2 separate regions of the Zea mays genome follow, and region 2 is linked to region 1. Evidence: chromatin contacts called from public Hi-C data. All regions are on one chromosome and are shown on one strand. The core of a region is the stretch at or near the end of the contact, and the rest is flanking DNA. Distances in the headings are between cores, read along the strand shown.

Evidence for each region. Hi-C and Micro-C count contacts between places; a contact is called where the count stands out from the background.
Region 2: a Hi-C map of leaf shows a contact between it and region 1, with 2.0 times the contacts expected there. The contact joins two enhancer-like sites. A contact is called at or near these places in 4 of 25 Hi-C or Micro-C datasets (leaf, seedling and tassel).

What each region holds. Positions count from the first base shown.
Region 1 is chr1:37,481,684-37,486,415 of Zm-B73-REFERENCE-NAM-5.0, reverse strand. No RefSeq gene overlaps it. Among protein-coding and RNA genes, the nearest start is that of LOC100193783, 20 kb to the left of the region's middle. Within about 2 kb of position 1,900, at least 19 of the 20 cell types and tissues checked have an H3K27ac peak or open chromatin away from gene starts, as enhancers often do. A contact at or near this core is called in leaf, seedling and tassel, where this site is marked.
Region 2 is chr1:37,662,113-37,666,844 of Zm-B73-REFERENCE-NAM-5.0, reverse strand. No RefSeq gene overlaps it. Among protein-coding and RNA genes, the nearest start is that of LOC103634084, 6.0 kb to the right of the region's middle. Within about 2 kb of position 2,899, at least 18 of the 20 cell types and tissues checked have an H3K27ac peak or open chromatin away from gene starts, as enhancers often do. A contact at or near this core is called in leaf, seedling and tassel, where this site is marked.

The DNA.
Region 1 (4,732 bases), core at 651-3,150:
GTCCTCGCGCCGTGCGCCTGGCTTGGTGCCGCCGGGGCTGCGCGCCTGATCGGAGACAGCCGAGCAGCCAGGGGCCACCCGCCAGCCGCACAGAGCCCGTCCGCCGCCACCAGGAGCCCAGGTCCGGCCGCGCGCCCGCTTTTGGATGGAGTCCGAGCCGGGGCAACCACGCCCTCACCGTGTCGCGCCCATGGGCGGCGTCAGCGTCGTGGCGACTGCGCCGGAGGCGGCCGCGCGTCCACGCCTCATCGAGGGTGGCGAGGCATCCGTGGCCGCTCGTCATACCATGCCGAGCCGCCACCAGGGGGCCCACCGCCTCCGCGCCATGCGCCTGACCGAAGCCGCCAGGGCCTGCGCGCCTGTGCCACGCCCGTGGCCGGGTCGCGCTGCCGCGCCTGCACAGAGGTCGTCTGCGGCGCTCCCCCACCCCCTCCCCCAACCGGCCGTCGTGGCAGCAACCGCCACTGGCCGAACGGAGGGCCATTAGGCCCTCCCATTGGAGGAGGAAGATGGGGCCACCCCATTTGGGCGGTGGCCAGTGAAGATGAGACGTCCACGTGGAGCATCGACGACGCGCGGGGGCTGCCCACGACGGGCAGCAATGGTTCCGACAACCACGGGCATCGGTGGAGATGAAGAACGATGGTCATTTGTCGCTGCAGTGGGTGGAGGTGGCGGTGGTGCCGCCAAATCGACGTCCATGGGGGCGATTGCAGACGAACCCGCGTCTCCCACCGGCGCCGGTGGTGACGGGGACACAGTGGGGAGGCCGCACTCCACCACCGGCAGCGGGACGACCGCTGTCCATCCGTGCAGCACGCAGAAGTGCACGTTTTGCACTTGCACACGACGCTCAGGGATCTCGTGCACCGGTGGAAGCGCTGCGGCTTGTCTAGCGGCGAACGCTTCCAACATCGCATCATCAACAATGTACAGAACTTCGCGCATACGGCGTATGCGCATGGAAATGGTATGCTCCATACCTTGCTGTTGATTTGCAGATCGAAGTTGCTGTTCTTGTCAAGAACAACAAGTGTTCTTCTTCTTCTCCTTCTCTGATTTCTTCCTGGAGACAGTGCTGATAACGTGTTGTGATCTATTGCAGTGCTCAGTGGTAAAAGAGTAGAGAGGCAGACAAAGAATGAAAAATGACAGGGAGTTATCTTGTTTATTGCAGAGATCTCCTTTATATACATGTGTACAAAGGGTATCTGACCCTTGGATAATAACTGTATAAATGGACGATTGGATGTGCCTTGATCACATGTACATTATTTTGTAACAGACTGGACGCTTTAGGGACCGTTCGGTTATTCAGGAATCTACTTCAGAAAGGATTTCAGCTGGAATAACTGTATAATTTATATAACAATTGGTAATCTGGAATAGTTCCTGGTCTTGTTCCAGCCTAACCGAACGGGGCTTTAACCAGGTGAGGTCGGTTACGTGGCGCGGCGATAAACGAAAGCCCGCACTGGGACCGGAACACAGCAAGCCGCTCCGCTCCATACGCGTACAACGCCCGTCAGTCCACGCCCACACCACACCTCGCGTGATCGCGTCCTGCTCAGTGAATGAGCTGGAACCAACGCCCCACCAGCCCACCTTGTGCTTACACCAGCGAGGCAGACTTGACTCGTGTCGAGGCACCAGCGAGGCAGCCAGCGAGCCCCACCTTGTGCTTACATGGAGCACTGTCGTGTCGTGGCAGTTGCCATCTAGACTTGACTCTGCCACTCTGGAGTAGGAGCGCTTCGATTCCAACTTTCTTCTCGCGGCGGATCATGATGAAAAAGGGTTCTCTTCTGTACAGCTGGTAGCACGGCACACCCTTTTGCTTGTAGCTACCGTGCAATCGTACCGTGAGTCGATTGGACAACGCGTTGTACAACTTGTACTTTCGCGTCGACCAGACCACCTCGTCGTGTGTGTCCTGGTGGCTCGTGGGCCTCCGGCGCACCGCACATGGGCCTCGTCCCCGGCGTCGTCTCGTTTTCCGATCCAATCCGCCAGCAATCCAGCCAGCCAACCCACTTCCAGGGTGTTTCGCTTTGGGTCTCTGCCTCCTTTCGACGGCGCTTCTCCTGCCAGTTTCACGCACTGATGACAGGAGAAATCGCTCTCGGAGATCCTCTAGCCTTTCTATGCACTTTGCCTTGCTTTTCATGTGCGATTCGCCCTAGCCACGTATACGAATATCTGCTTGTGCTTACTACTACTATAGCAGCGCTTTCCAGGGTGCTTCCAAGTTCCGTTTCAACACCAGCGTTCTTGGCTTCTTGCCATCGTGCGCACTTTAGAATGGATATGGACATGGACATGGACACATGGTGCGGCTGCGGCCGCCGGACCAGTCGGGCGCCAATCATCGCCGTCTTCCCATGCAGTTCGTTGGCATGCATAGCATCTTTTGTAGAAAAGGGCGCCGTAGTATTCCTCGCTTATTATTTGCAGAAGGTGATTCTTTACTTCTCCTAAAAGTGGATGAAGAGAATATAAGACCTACAATGTACTGCTGCTATACGAGGGAGTGCTCGGGACAAACGGCGAATGAAGACAAGTCAGCTGTTCTTTTTTTCAGTAAGAATACTAGGGCCGCGGTTAAGAAGCCGTTCCTTGATGGACATGGTTTAACCCATGAGGCTCGATACGACTGGTACCTAGGTCTACCTATTTAAGTTTCGTTCGCTTATTCTCAATTCATATGGATTAGATTGGACAGGATTAAAAAAAAGAGACAAGCCATTAAGACCTAGTTTGGGTACTCTTGGATTGAGTTGGTTTAGAAGGATTAGAGAGTGTTTAAATCCTCAATAAATCAAAAACATCCACGATACATCTCAATCCACTCTAATTCATCTCATTCCTAAAGTATCCAAGCCTAAGGTCTCATAAAGACACGATACTTATGCTATGTTATGCTTCGGTCTCGTGGTCTCGGATCTCATAAAGACACTATCTACGTGATTGGTTGCTGCGTCCTACGCATCTAGGCTGACGACATGCTTTGACCATGTGCAAGCGTGTGTTTGGATGCCTGCGTTTTTGTCCATAAGCCTGTACGCGCGCATGCAACTTACTCCTTTTTTATTGTCTGTCCTTCATGCGTGGAGAAGCGGTGAGGGACAATCCCTGGCGGTCCAAGCCAGCGCCAGCCTAGCACATGGAGCGCTATAACCAATCAAGAGCTATGTGATGAAACCAGTTCAATGATCTATAGCTCCTAGTAGGATCAAAAGGAGAATGAGAATTAAAAGAATTAAGTGTCTAGACAAACAATGAAAAATCGAAGATGAAAGACATATTTTCAACTTGGACATGCTTGCACGATAGGCATGGAGAATTCTTCAGCAGCCTGTCTCTATATGTTCTCGTTTACTGAGAGTAAATATTATTGGTTATGGGATCTACTCGATGTTGTAAAAAAAACCCATTATCTCATGCATTTTATGCAACATTGTGAGGGGGGGGGGTTAGGTCTAAATTGAAAAATGGATGACGGTCCTCAAATTAGAATATAGAAAGACTCGTGAATAACTCGTGGATATTAAAAGGATCGCGATGCCCAATAGAAAGATGAATTAATATTCTCTACAAATTCTTGCTAAAATTAAGTCCTAATTGTAAGACCAGTCTCACCCAAGTGCATAATGTGTGATACAGAGTTTTGGACCCTAATTTTCAACACTACACTAGCATGGCAATTTCTAAGAAATTAAATACTTAAAATAAATTGATCAAATGTAAATGTATATAGTAGAGCAAGGGTTAAAAGACTTCTGGATATTTTTTCGAAGTTTTAGAGAGTCACCACTCTCCATTAATCCTTATTGGAGTACCCATGCAAGGATGTCACTCCTAGTTGGTCCGTGCAAAGTCCAAGTGCTCTCTAGAAGTTGGTTCTTCGTTGCTCTAACATGGTCAATCACTCACAGCTATGTATAAGTCTCGAGTCAAGTTACCTAGAAACTCTCTGGGTGATCACATCACACCCGATCGCGACTAAGTCGTCTAGGTGATGCCAATTACTAAGAGTAACAAACACTAGACTTTTACTTGACCATGCCCAGTCTAACGAGGGTGATGGTTGTACATAAGTCACTATCTATGCACTAATGTGGTCGCTAACCGTACAATTATCACTTCTCTAATCTCCTCAGTATGAAAAGGGTAATCGTCACTCTCAAGTAGATGCTTCACATGTTAGAAGGGGCAAGACACCTTAAGAAGCTAAGTTAGAGGGTACAAATAGTACCAAGAGCTAGCCGTTATAACCCAACCAACACTTTCGAAGGCACCAAATATGTCTGATGCTCACTTTTCCATTACATGAGACACGTCGGTGCCACTCTAACAACTAGTTTCTAAACTAGCTGTTGTTGTATGCCACATACTTTGTTAGGCCATACGTACATATTAGTTGAGTACTCAACCTCTCGGCATAGTCTACATGCTATCTGGGTGTTCTATTCGATGCTCTGTCCGGTGGCACATCAGATACGTCGATGAGTGCTGTCACACCTGGGTTTTAGGGGTCCAAAACCCGGGCGCAAAATAATCACTAGGTGTGCTGAGACCAAGTCTCACACGTATGATGAATAGTGGTACTAAAACGAATGCACATCTTTACTATATAATAGGAGTTCTGTACAAAATAAATAAATAATTATATCATAAGGAGACAATGGTCCAACAACCCAAAGTTGACTGGGAGACGACGGCCTAGACCTCT
Region 2 (4,732 bases), core at 1,650-4,149, 180 kb before region 1:
TGCGCCAATGTGGTAACCAAGAAATGGATCTTCAAGCACAAGCTGAAGGTGGATGGCTCCTTGGATTGGTACAAGGCTCCTTGGGTCATGCGAGGCTTCACCTAGCGTCCTGGGGTTGAATATGACGAGACCTTCGGCCCCATGGTCAAGCCTGGTACCATCCGGACTGTTCTAACCCTGACTCTCTCATGAGCCTGACTAGTGCATCAACTCGACGTCAAGAATGCCTTCCTCCATGGCACTATGACAGAGACGGTGTATTGCACTCAGCCGGTTGGCTTTGTCGACCCAACACACCTTGACTTGGTCTGTAAGCTCAACTAGTCCTTCTACAGCCTACCTTCTCCTCTATGTCGACCTTCTCCTCCATGCTCGTCTTTTGTCGCGGCCCAGAGCTTGGTACAGTCGCTTTGCCACCTTCTTGATTTCACATGGCTTTATCGAGGCCAAGGCGGACACCTCCATGTTCTTCTTTCACCGTGGTCTAGGTACTACCTACCTTCTCCTCTACGTCGACGACATCGTCCTCACAACCTTCTCCCCCGACCTCCTGCAGCACATCATCTCTTCTCTCTAGCAGGAGTTCGCGATGAAGGACCTCGATGAGCTACATCACTTTCTGGGGATCACCATCGAGCGCCAGCCCCAGGACCTGTTCCTCCACCAGCGTCAGTACACCATCTAAATCCTCGAGCGCGTTGGCATGGCTGATTGTAAGACTTGCATGACTTCGATGGACACTCAGGGCAAGGTCTCCTCTGACGATGGCCCTTCGGTGGCTGATCCGATCAGCTATCAGAGTCTCGTCGAGGCCCTACAGTACCTCATCTTCACTCATCCTGACATCGCCTACGTTGTCCAGCAGGTGTGTCTCCATATTCACGCCCCACGAGAGCCACATCTCATCGCTATGAAGTGGATTTTGAAGTACCTTTGAGGCACCACCGACTTCGGCCTCCTTCTTCGACAGTCCACGACCACCGACCTCTTCGTCTAAACCGACGCTGACTGGGTCGGCTGTCCCGACATGCGTCGGTCCACCTTCGGGTTTGCCGTGTTCCTTGGCGACAATATCGTCTCCTGGTCCTCGAAGCGACAGCCGATCGTCTCTCGCTCCAGTGTCGAGGCCAAGTATCACGTTGTGGCTGACGGGGTCACCGAGGCGGCGTGGCTTCGTCGGCTTCTCCAGGAGCTACACAGTTCGCTGAAGCGGAGCACCCTTGTCTACTGTGACAACGTCAGCGCCATGTACCTCTCCACCAACCCCGTCCAACATCAGCACGAAGCATGTGGAGCTCGATCTCCATTCTCCACTTCATTCGCAAGTGTGTCGTTGTCAATGATGTGCGGGTCCTTCATGTCCCGACCACTTCTCAGCTCGCCGACATCTTCACCAAGGGCCTCTCTACGTCGATGTTCGAGGAGTTTCGGTCGAGTCTCAACATCTGTCGTGGCTAGAGTTTCGACTGCGGGGGTGTTAGAGTTATTGTGCTTCCCCTATTGTAATGGCCTTAGCATCTCCCAACCCTGGTTAGGGTTTCACTCTCTAACAGTAATTGCTTTATAAATTAATTCGATTTTAGAAATGCGTTTTTTTATACCAAACTGTATCTTGGCGGAGGACACCTGGTCCCTCAGTGACACAACAGTTTTCAAATGTGAGTTTGTTAATCACGGGCAGTAGTAGAACCCCGCTGGCAAACATGTTTGTATTGACCTCGAAGGCAAACGCAGCGTACGTAACATCAATACACTACAGCACAAGGGACAGGGCAGAAACTACACTTGGAGACGTGAAGTGTTAAAAAAAAGGGGGGGGGGGGGGGGTGAGAGAAGGAAAGATTCTTGTGAAGGATGTTTTGATTAAGGGTAGTTTAGAGCCCCCAGACAAGCATGTGAGTCAGTTGGGTGGCTCCAATGGCCTGTGGCCTGCGATGTTTTTTTAGGCCACTATATATTTCTCAGTGCTGGTGATGCTCCATGTCCCGTGGCAAGGGACCATACATTTCCTAATGCAAAAAAAAACGTTATTAAGTAGTATGATAGTATCGCTGGACGACATGCCAACAACCCGTGCCCCGCTTCCTCCAACCATCGTCTACATACATGGATGGTTTTCTGAGGACTGGAATACTGCCCATTTGCCTGCCTGCCGTTTGCAACTTGCGGATTTAAATAAATCTCCCTGCTTGATCACTCGCAACAGGTCACGAGTACGGATGCCAAACTCGCCTCTTCCTGGCTGCGTCCATTCTGACTCTCTGAGGGCACAGACCAGGCCAGCATGCTTGTCCAGTTGGTTGACGGGAGTAACTAGGCGATCATGTGAGAGTCGATCAGTTTGTTTTTGTTTCGACAATCCACAGAAAAACTCGCTCTGTAGTCTGTACTGCACGCACTTGAGAACACGTACGGTTTCAATATCGTGTATTTTTTGTGTACGGCTTGTGGTCAGAAACCAGATTGCGGTCTGAATATACCAAATGGCTAAGCTAAACGCGGGAATAACCTTTTAAACGTGGATGGGACCGGACGCTCACGCAGTCCGCGCGCAGATTATGTTGCTCGTCCAGAACACAGGTGACACTACTGTCCTGCGGCACACCGCATATGTTACGACGAGATGAGACGAAGACGAGACCACTAGTTATGCTTGAGACAACTGGCTGTTGTGGGGAATCAGATGAGACGATCGATGACGGCCTGTAATAATCAATGAGATGGGCTACGCTAACACTAACACCACGCAAATCGCAAAGACCTTGTAAACGTGCACGAGGAAGAAGAACAACAAAATCCCTGCCATAGAGATCGAGTGCAGTGTTGGATCGGGGCGGGCCCGTGGGCCTTCGTGGGCTTAAAGTGCGCTCCGTATGTTCCTAAAGGCCAACACACCGTTAAGGCGGAAAGCCCGCGCCAAGCCCACCATGCGGCAGCAGCGCGGCGTCGGCGTAGCCTAAGCACATGGCCGGCCGGGTCACGACTCACGACTCCGGAGCAAGCAAGCAGGGTTCCTGCGTTGCGACGGATCATCGGAGAAAGGCAAAAGGCGAGCTCGGAAGAGATGAACTCAACAACCAGAAGTACTCCTACTAGTAGCCTTAGCACTGCAGCGCCCTTCCTTCCGTGGCAAGGCATGCATGGAGCCAAAGTGCGCGGCTAGCTACCATAGCAGCCTAGCCTACCCAACGTACGCGATCTTGATCTCGCTCCTTGATCTTTTTCTTCTTTTCTTCCTCTACAGGGTGTGTGCATTGCATACTGACCCCCTACATATATACACAGGCTCGGCCGTCTGTTTCGGTGGTTCTCGATCCTGCAACTGCACTGATGGGTGGTCGGAAACAAATCGACTGCACTCACTGCCGCCCACTGCTTCTGGTCTGGTCACTGATGACGGAGAAGAAGGGCGGCGTGCCTTTTCGCTGCATGCAGATGCCGCCATGCGTTGTGCGTCAAGCGGCCGTGACGCGCTGGCACATGCAGCGGCCGCGGTGCGGCGCGCAACGGTGGGATCTGCATGCGAAACTGCAAGAGTAGATGCTGCGCTGCAGCTTGGTGTTTTATCTCTTTTTGTCTCACTGCGTCAATAATGGTACTAGCATATCAATATATCATGCTGTTTTATCTCTTACCCTGTGAATACCGTAAAAAAGTTGGCGTTGTTGCTACGGTGTTGATCGTTTGAGAGACACATGTAAATATGCTGTTGCGCATCTAGTAATAGCGATCTATGATCATCTACATATATGTTATCACTAGTATAGAGAAAAGCTCTATAGAGACAGTTATCAACATATTTGTACTGACGTTTTTCATAACTCGTCGGTACCAATGACCAGTACAAATATGAGTTTGCACATGTGGTTAATTGAGAATCGCCAGTGGAAATTGATTTCCACTGACGGTTGATGTAATAAAACCACTAGTGAAAATTCATTTCCACTAGCGATCGATGTAATAAAACCATCAGTACTAATAATTTCCAGAAAACATAAAATGAAATTTTCAAATAGTAAAAAAAGTATTTTAATTCGTGGCTACGCGGTGGATGGGAATCAAACACAAACCTCACCCTCGCGTGAAGTCTCCTCTGTCACTCCATCTATGGCATGTCTTGTGTTTAAATTACAGTTTCGTTGCACACATATTATAACCAATTGAGAGTAAATTGACTATTTGAGGTCTTAGATGAATTCAAACATAAACGTTATCAACTACAAAGTTGAATAACTTATGAAGCTCTATAACTTTTGTTTTGATACCTTTTCCATTCGAGTTCGTTTGCAAAATTTGCATTTTGAATTTGACAAATTCGAATGAAATTTTAATTATGGTGCATATAAAGATTCTAACCATTAATTGGTAGGTCTACCAAAGTAGAGTCCCATTTGTTATCTTGGTCCAATAGAATGAATATCAATCATGTATAAGCATATTGTTGATTTGCTTAATGAGGCTATTAAATCAGATTTGGGGAACGCCATTCAAATGGTGGAGTTGGCCCCTCTTGACCCGTAGGAGGGAAGGTCGATGGAGCTGACGCCTCCCAACCCATAGATGGGAGAGCTGGTGTCACCCGACCCATGGGAGGGAGGGTTCGTGAAGCCGGCACCTCCTAATCCGCAGGAGGAGCCGGTGAAGGTGACGCCTCCCAACTCATAGGTGGGAGAGCCAGTGTCACCTAACCCGTGGGAGGGAGGGCTGGTGAAGCTGAAAGTTCCCTTTGCCC